Regions from separate parts of the Gasterosteus aculeatus genome. Here regions 1 and 2 are each linked to region 3. A link is a contact called in public Hi-C data. All regions are on one chromosome and are shown on one strand. Each heading gives the region's core, a stretch centred on a gene start, on an enhancer-like site or on the middle of the called end of the contact. The rest is flanking DNA. Distances are from core to core; before and after follow the strand shown.

What was found. Hi-C and Micro-C count contacts between places; a contact is called where the count stands out from the background.
Region 1: a contact with region 3 is called in a Hi-C map of skeletal muscle, with 4 times the contacts expected there. The contact joins two enhancer-like sites. A contact is called at or near these places in 2 of 6 Hi-C or Micro-C datasets (skeletal muscle and whole body).
Region 2: a Hi-C map of whole body shows a contact between it and region 3, with 4 times the contacts expected there. The contact joins two enhancer-like sites. A contact is called at or near these places in 4 of 6 Hi-C or Micro-C datasets (skeletal muscle, tail fin and whole body).

What each region holds. Positions count from the first base shown.
Region 1 is chr13:17,817,698-17,820,631 of fGasAcu3.hap1.1, reverse strand. It overlaps cdca2 (cell division cycle associated 2), which reads right to left. Exons shown (of 15, transcript XM_040196135.2): 15 at 2,218-2,934. Among protein-coding and RNA genes, the nearest start is that of kat6a, 9.7 kb to the left of the region's middle. Within about 2 kb of position 1,286, at least 3 of the 9 cell types and tissues checked have open chromatin away from gene starts, as enhancers often do.
Region 2 is chr13:17,796,510-17,799,209 of fGasAcu3.hap1.1, reverse strand. sema4c (sema domain, immunoglobulin domain (Ig), transmembrane domain (TM) and short cytoplasmic domain, (semaphorin) 4C) reads right to left here. Exons shown (of 17, transcript XM_040195650.2): 12 at 2,508-2,700; 13 at 117-232. Among protein-coding and RNA genes, the nearest start is that of cdca2, 10 kb to the left of the region's middle. Within about 2 kb of position 1,394, at least 1 of the 9 cell types and tissues checked has open chromatin away from gene starts, as enhancers often do.
Region 3 is chr13:17,643,304-17,646,295 of fGasAcu3.hap1.1, reverse strand. No RefSeq gene overlaps it. Among protein-coding and RNA genes, the nearest start is that of LOC144386318, 57 kb to the left of the region's middle. Within about 2 kb of position 1,530, at least 1 of the 9 cell types and tissues checked has open chromatin away from gene starts, as enhancers often do.

The DNA of each region.
Region 1 (2,934 bases), core at 37-2,536, 170 kb before region 3:
ATACGAAAACCAACGGCAGTCGCACGGCTCACTTTGTTGTCCTTAAAAGGATACAAGAGATATTTTTCTTTGTGTTCTTTCATATTTAAACGTGTGATATAAATGAGAAGTATTGCAGGTTAAATCCGTGGCAGGTGGATTGGAAGGTACATGGTGCGACAGTTTAGATAAATACCATCAATTGATGCATCGATGTTTAACCGATGTAACATTTCCACTAAAGCTTAAGAAAAGCACCTCGATGTGCTTTCAGCAAATTCCTACATTGACGTTCCTGTGTTGAAGGTCCTGTGAAGCCAGTAGCTCAAATTAAAAAAACAACATTCAATAATAAAGGTTGTTCAATGTTCTGCTGCAGTAAGAACGACACCTCTCCATGAGAATTTAGATATTTGCCCACCTATACCACAGAGCTAACCAATGATAGTTTGAAAAGCCGCTGTACGTTGAGTGGACCCTTGAAAGGCCGGGTGCGGGGAGGCGGCTGTTTGAAGCCGGTCTGAGCCGGCGGCGCAGCTGTGGCAAAGCACACACGCTGAGACAGAAAGACCGAGCCGAGAGGAGCCAGAGGATCCGCTGTTGTTGTCCCGCCTTTGTTTCCTTTGCCCTCCTCCCGCCGTCTTTTGCTCCATGGGAGAGCTGCGCGGGGCCTGCAGAGCGAGAACCTCAGAGCATCAATAATGGAGGAAAAAAAAAATTAAAAAAAGGGGGGGGGGCTGCCGGCATCGAGCACAGAAAAGAATGAGACGGTGGGACAACTTAATACCATTCAGCTACTAATTAACTAATTGAAAGACCAAAGTCTCCAAACCGGGGAGGACAAGTGACTGATTACGGCGCTTTGTGTCTGTGCAGAGGGAGCTCATCCGTTTTCCAACGAGGCCCACAGCGAGTGTGAAATCGTGTGGCTCAGGCCTGTATTTGTCAATGAGATCAATGCTCCCTCTTATTACCGGCGGCAACCAGGGCCCACGAGGGCCCGGGATTTATCGCCAACTTTTGTTCGCGCGTGGAAGGGTTTGACGGGCCGCCGGTGGTGAGTGGAGCCCGTGAGGTCAATCACATGAAGTTGTAAAATGAGACGTAAACCCACATTCATAAAAGGGCCCCCGAATGGAGGAAGACGGGGGAAACATGTAGAGCGGGGCGGCTTCAGTGGAAAGAAATGGACTCCATTTTAGTAAGTCCTCCTCTCCAGCTGTCAGCCCCGCTCCCCGTCCCAGGGGGGGTTGCCACGGTGACAGGAGGCCTGCATGTCTTGGGGGCGTCGTTTTGGTCAAAGGACCCCATTGTTCTTGTGTTAAGCCGTCTTCACTATGCCCGTCTGCCAGGGAAGGGGGCTTCACACCCCCCTCACACACACACACACACACACACACACACACACACACCTCGTATAGAGGTGCAGCAGCTTGACTGTGGACTCACAAAAAGAAAAAAAAGAAGCCCATTCAGGAAGTTACAGGTTGTAAAATCAGACGTTGAGACAAATGGCCGCTGTGGAGAAATGAAATGACGATGCTTTTACCAAATGATTCGCTCTCCTCACGATGGCAGCAGTCCCCGCGACTCTGATCTCCTCACAGATGTGAACTTGACGAATGTTGAAATGGCCGAGGGGCTGCAACGCCTCGGCTCCTCCAGCAGGGGGCAGAGGAGCCCCACGGCATCAGCCTGAGGAGGCAAAGTGGTGACGACGACCCTTCAGATTCATCCTCATCCTTCAAATTTTAGTACTTCAGAAAACCTCCCGTTTTCCTTCAGCCAAGTGTCTGGATGTAAAAAAAAATATTGATGACACTGTGACGGATGGATTACGGCCGCGCATCACTGCGGTGGCCCGTTTTCCAATGTGAGCAGTTTGAAACTCGTTGTGTTGGCGTTGCCTCCGCTTCTCTGACAGGCGGATGGAACCAGTGAGAAGCGGCTGATTTCCATCTCTTGACTGCTGGAATCGGGGGTCAGAGGTCCTTTCACTTGCAGACATTTGGCTGTGTGCTAAATGTAGACCAGGATGGTAATTTATGGAGCGACGCCTCCGTTTACGGCCAAAGGTCGCGGTTTATATGAAGGGGGGAAAAAAGCTGCCGTAAACCAGAACCGAACCGACCACACAGCTGGAATAGCACGCGTGTGGGGATTGTAGCCGTTTTTATTTCCCTGTTGAATTTCTTTTTAATGAGCTGAAATCATCCGTTTGAAATGAACACAATTTGATCAAATGATAGGTCTTTTACTGGGAACCAAGGCATTTAATCAGTATAAGAACAGCAAGGTACATCTTGACATTCCAGGGAAGTCACAGTGAACACAAGAACTGATTTATGTCGGTATAAAACAACGTGTAAAACAATTTCAATCTCCTTCACATTTTAAAAGCAATTCAATTAAAACATCAGATGATGCAATGGGATGGGGACCTCTTCTGGACATTTACCTGTATGTCAAGGTTTTAGATCTGGGGTGGTAAACAAACAAAACGAACCCCACTCCAGTAGCCACAAATAAACAGAATTGTTTGAGCGTATTAATTAGATTTTTGTATGTTTAAGACAATCACTCCCCCCCACGCCCCCTCCAATTACTATCCCATCATTATTATTCCTTCCTCCTGCTGCGTCTTGCATGACAGATGGTGGATGTCTTCGTCTATCTGCAATCGTAGATATCGACTCGGAGCTGCTTGAGCCAACGACTCTGGAGAGTGAGTCTCGACATGCAGTGCGATCACCAGCTGAGTGCTCGGGCATCGATCGGGAGGGGAGGGGGGGGGGGTCAGCGGAGATGATTGGGCTCAAGGGTTATTGACTGGCTACAAATGACTGGTCAGCTCTAATAATTCAAAGGGAACAAAGGCATCGATGTTCAAGGGAACACAAAACGATCCGCCGGCTCTTTGGGAAATGGTTTCAGCTAATCTGAAACAAACAGCAT
Region 2 (2,700 bases), core at 145-2,644, 150 kb before region 3:
CTAATGGAAGCCCAAAGCCACACTTTCGAGCACGCGAGTATGCTTTGTTATACCCGAGTCCGAGCAGCAGAAAGCTCAAAAACAGCCCAATAGAGATGCTCTCCCTTTGTGCTTACCTTGGAGTGAGAGATGGTCAGGCTGTCCACAGGCTGGGCCGTCTCAAACAGCTGGATTTCCTCTATCACGTGGGCCTCGGAGCCCAGGATCAGCACCCTTTGCAGCCAGCCCTCCGCTGCAGGGACACAAGTGAGGAAGAGGACAGAGACAGAGACCTGAGTCCCGATTCTAAATAGACCATCCGTGCGGTCTACACACCTTTGACCAGCTCATTTGAATATCATTGATATATAATTATTTTTAGAGACACACACCTGCGACTGCACAGTTTATTTGAATAATGAAAATTAATCAATGCATGCAGAGCTGTGACTGCATACCAATGAATTTAAATATTAAGGATCTGCAAACAAACACGCACTGCATCATAATTTTGCTGAAATATTAATGATATCTGCAAGCACGCACCTGTGAAAGCATAGAAGCTCATTCAAATAGAACTTCTTTGATGCCATTACAACAATAAATAAAACAAAAGAAGTGTGCTTGGGGTCACTTAAAAGAAAACAAATGCACAGTGTCATCAAGTTGTCTGCAACTTTAATCAACTTCAATTTAGGCCTCAACTTTAAGGCCAATCGCACTAATGTGCCAACTGGTGAAGACAGAAAATGAAATGACAAAGAAAACAACTTCTGTCCTGTTCAGCAGGAACATTCATTTTAAAGTCAAGATGCTGTTCCTGGCTTTTTACGACCTCGAGTAAATGTAAAATCCCCAGTGACACTTGGCAGACGTTTTATGTGGTGTTTGGAGAGCTGACGCTAGAGGAGGAGGAGGAGATCCTGTGCTCCTCATTTCATGTACGGCACAGTTGAGATCCTGTGAGAGGGAAAGCGTTTCAGGCACAGCTGGTGGGGTGACCTTGATGCGTGTGTGTGCGTGTGAGTGTGTGTGCGTGTGTGTGTCCATGGATGGAACAGTTTGGCACGCTGACATGCACCTTTTCGTGTGGCCCTCTCGATTAGGAGACTGTCACAGATAATATGAAAAGCTAACTGTAGCAAACGGGAGGTTTGAGGGAAATACACACTCACACACACACACATACAGACGTAGCAAGCAGCATGTCATCACACTCGACCTCTCGTGGCGTTGAGGCCGGTGACGGCTAATCCCTCGACCCTCCTCCTCACATCAGCGGTCGCTACGCTGCAGCTAATAGCTGATCAAGCACGCGGCGGCCCAACCGGCACCCGCGAGCGCACGTCTGCCGGGGGCCCTGTAGAGTTTGTGCGGTGAAGCGCGCTGAGCAGGGCGGACGACTGCACTTGGCCCGGGGAAGCGGTGAGCGTGTGCATCGCTGTGTGTGCATCCGTTTGTGAGTGTGCCCACGTGTGCGTCGGTCTGTGCGTGCGCGCGTGCGTCCGGGCGGGCCTCCCTGCTCGCTTGCCAGCAGTGAAGCCCCGAGCCCGCTGCTGTCGCGCTGTCAGTTTCCACAGTTGGTCTCTCGCCGGTGATCTGAATGGTAAGTAGTCGAGTCTCTCGCCATTCATGTGATGGGCCGCATTCAAATTCAGTTTGCCTGGAATCCACTGTCGGATATGCGTTATTAAGGATTAAGGCTCCGGGAGGACCGGCTGATTCCAGCTCCGTGCCAAAACAGGACACCTGCATATGGGCTGGAGATATTAATTAAGTCGCACATACGTAGATGTTTCCTTTGATGCATGAAGATGGATCCCAGCATGCAAATCACGTCCTTAATTGAAACCCAGCTGAAGTGTGGCCAGATGGCATGTTGTTTTGTGCCACCGTAGCTAATGCCAGTACCTGTCCCTGTCTGCTGCCACGGCCTGTGAGCTTTCATCTCTCCAGCAGAACCGTGTGCAACTCCCGCCAAGACACACACACACACTCTCATTTACGGTAGGGGAATATATATATATATATATATATATATATATATATATATATATATATATATATAATATATAGGGACTGTGGACATGCAATGACTTCTTACTGGTTCATTGAGTACACCGTGCTACAGGAGTTGGGCAAAGTAACAGGAACACCATGTACTGTATAATACAATCCAATACAATTACCCTGCAAAAATATAATAGATTTAAGCTTAACTCTGATTTATTTATGTCAAAACTAGATTATAAAGATGCTGATTGAACACATTTTTTACAGCAGGCGAGTGTGGCTTTCTGCGTGCATGCATTGTATTTGAGGAGGCTATTGGTATCATCTTCCAAAAACCTGATGTATAAGTTTTGAAAAAAGAGCTTAGCTCACTGAATGAGATGTAGGTACTTTAATAAATAGCAACTCAATAGAAGGAAAAACCGAAAGCTTTAATTTGCCGATCCTCAAATTCTACTCATGTGTCATCTATCGTGTGTATTATTTCATTCCAAAAACCCTGGTGTAGCTTGTACCTGTGCCGATGAACAGCATGTTGTAGGCCCGCTGGTCCAGGGCGCTGACCCGATCCACCGCCAGCCTGGTGAAGTTGACGCCCTTGGTCAGCAGCAGGGGGCGAGCCAGAGCTTTGTCCTCCATCAGCGGGTGCTTCTTGGCAAAGTTGAGCGTGGCGTCGGGCAGCTGCAGAGAGCTGTTGTAGCCGCTCTC
Region 3 (2,992 bases), core at 281-2,780:
TTTCCCATTACTCATCTGCAATCTCTGGGAGTAGATGTTTCATGTTAAGAATTCCCCACCATTTCGTACCTGACTAATGATAGTGGAGATAACTCCGCCACTCTGCGCTGCCTCACCAGGGCGAAGCTAAGGTGAATAATGTTATTCCACTGTCACTTGCGCTTGGATGTGATCATCAATCACCTTCCCCTCATAAACATTGTGTGTTCACACAAAAGATGTGATGCGTTTGTCTCGAATTAGATTGTGCCTCTCGGTCATTTATCAACCCTCTTCTCATATATAAAGGCCCGTTGTACACAGCAACGCACAACCGAAGGGGGTTCAGGAGCTCGGCGGCAACCGAATGTCTCGCGGCTATTTCTTTCCTTGAATTGCGTTTCAGGAGACGTGGGGAGAGGGAAGAAATGGCATTGCATTTCAAACGATCAATGTTTGCTTAAATGAATTTGCGGCTCCTCTCACGTCGAGGTGTGGGGGGGGGGGGGGCATCAAAGGGTGGGGGCACTGGCGGTAAGATAGTGTTGGTTTTTAAGCCAGTGTGCTACAGTGTGGGTGCACGTGTCTGTGCCGCGGGGCACGTCCAGGTGAAGAGGGCCGGTGAGGTGAAAAGCAGCGGGGTCTTACGATCCGGGGGGGTCTTGCTCCTACGTAGGAAGGGTGGGGGTCTTTTCCCAGGTGCCTGTTGTCCGTCAACATTTACTATTCCGAGTTAAAACGCAGCTATTCATTTATATCAATATTTGACTTTACATACATTACGCATACATTTAATACAGCGAATGATTTAGCATTTAGTCATATTTCACAATTGTGCTAACCTTGATTAAAACTGCACCAGATTTTGGTTCAGACACTTTTTTTCTCCTTTTTTCTTTTTACCGCCCCAGGAATTGAAAGGAGCAGCAAATTTCCAAAGACCAGGAAATTAATCAAATAATCACGGTTGTTATTCCGCATTTCGAATTCGGCAGCTTACTGTGAATCCGATGCATAATATGGGGTGTTATTTAAATGCAAAGTACAAACATCCACCCCCCTCCCTCCCCCCCCTCTCACGTAGTCACACGGACAACAAGAATCATCGGTGTGCATTTGCTGCAGCAATAAAACAGTGGGACGCTTTGTTGTTGCAGCCAGCCTCCTGGTATCAGCACATCTTCTTCTCTAAGGGGCAAGGGGCAGGGAGAAGGAGAGCGCCGAGTGTGTGTGTGTGTGTGTGTGTGTGTGTGTGTGTGTGTGTGTGTGTCTGGTGGACCCTTTGTGCCTCAGATCCAACACCTTGAAGTCCTTAGAAGTGTGTAAGCTCATGCATTGGTAGTCATACAAATGGTTTTGTGTACGTCCCGTCCCTTGACACCTAAATGCAAACCTTAAAGCTCAACACATGAAGGTGGACCCGAAGAAGTAGTCACGGGCAGAGCTGTAAACAGCAATATGCGTGAGCATGTGTGTGTGTGTGCTTGGAGGGGGTGGGGAGCAGAGCAGGAGATGTCTATCATCCGGCCGCGTTTAGTGAGCTGCTTCCTGAGTGCCGATGTGGTCCCTGTGATTCAATTGGCCGGCCGGCTGAGTGACTGCAGGGCTACGTGGCCTCTGGTTGGTCAGCTGGGGTCTGCTGCAGCACGGCAACGCCATCCTGTGGAGAGCAAACGAAGTGCAGCGGGGTGATGGGAGGGCAGCGACCCCGTAAGCCCTCCTCAGGAAGCACGGGATGAATGATGATGGTCACTGTTAAACATTTTCACGTGTCTTCTAAATCTTTTTGTGACACTTCTAATTAGAAAAGTGGAAAGAGAGTTCACACGCTTTGCAATGAGTTCACGCTCTGCGTCAGTGCTCCTGACATTAATATTTTGGAGGTGTGCGCTTGCTGAGAGCCTCCCCCCCCCTCCGCCCCCCAGCGCTAACATCAGCCCTAGCAGTAGATGGCGACAGACGTCTGAGGCAGGAGCCACGAGAGCCTCACAGCAGGGGTTGTCTTTTAAAAAAATGCCATCAGAACCTTCTACACCTTCGCCCCCCCCCACCACCTCCCACGAGAAGGGAAGGAAGTCTTGAGAGAGATTTGATATTTGATAGACAGACAAAACCCTGAACGATGATGTAATAATATCATATGGGCATTATTTCTGCTCCTGTCTTATCTCACCAAAATGTGATATTTTGTAAGACGGACATTTGCTGGTGGAATGCTGGATAGAAAATTCATATTCATAACAAAAGCTGTATTGTACTCCATTGCAGGCAGTGTTGTGTCCATGTTTTGCTGAATGTGAGCTGGTTGCAGTTGAGAACAACAGTGGGCTCTTTCTTAAAGACAAATCCAATTTGATTGCAGTTGTTTTTTTCGACCGCAGGAAGGGAGGCTTATTAGAGTTTAATGGAAGTCATTGAACTTTTGAATTATTACGTTCCCTTAAAGGGACGGTTGGTAATCTTCTTGATGAACATTTTTTATTTTTATCATTACACCCTGACAGCAACATGATTAACATCCAACTTTGCATCTCATCTCAGCTCTGGGTAGAGTTCAAGCTTCTTTTAACTCATTACTTTAGATGTGCATTATGCAATATTATATTATTCCCTCAGTTCCTTCACACCACACTACTGCAATGTTCTTTGCATGTTTATCTTGCTAAAAGAGTTTAGAAGATTCATACATCTTTCTCATAATCCAACCAGGGCTGAAAAGCATTACTCTGTCTCTGCTTGATTTGTAGATGATGGACTTTTTGCTAACAGGTTAACGGAATGAAGGAATTAGTCTTGTTGTTGTTGTTGTCATCAGTGGTTGTAGCTCATTGCTCTGCCCACATGTGACCAAACAAGTCACCATTTCCCTGATCGAACCAACAGTGCTAAAGATGTCATTCTCCCTGTGAGTGTGCAACATTATTGAGAATCTTTTGTCAGCTGAAATGTTGTCGCCTTGTACAAATGGGATCACCACATTTGAATCCCGTAATCGTGTAGAGGCGTTGCTATC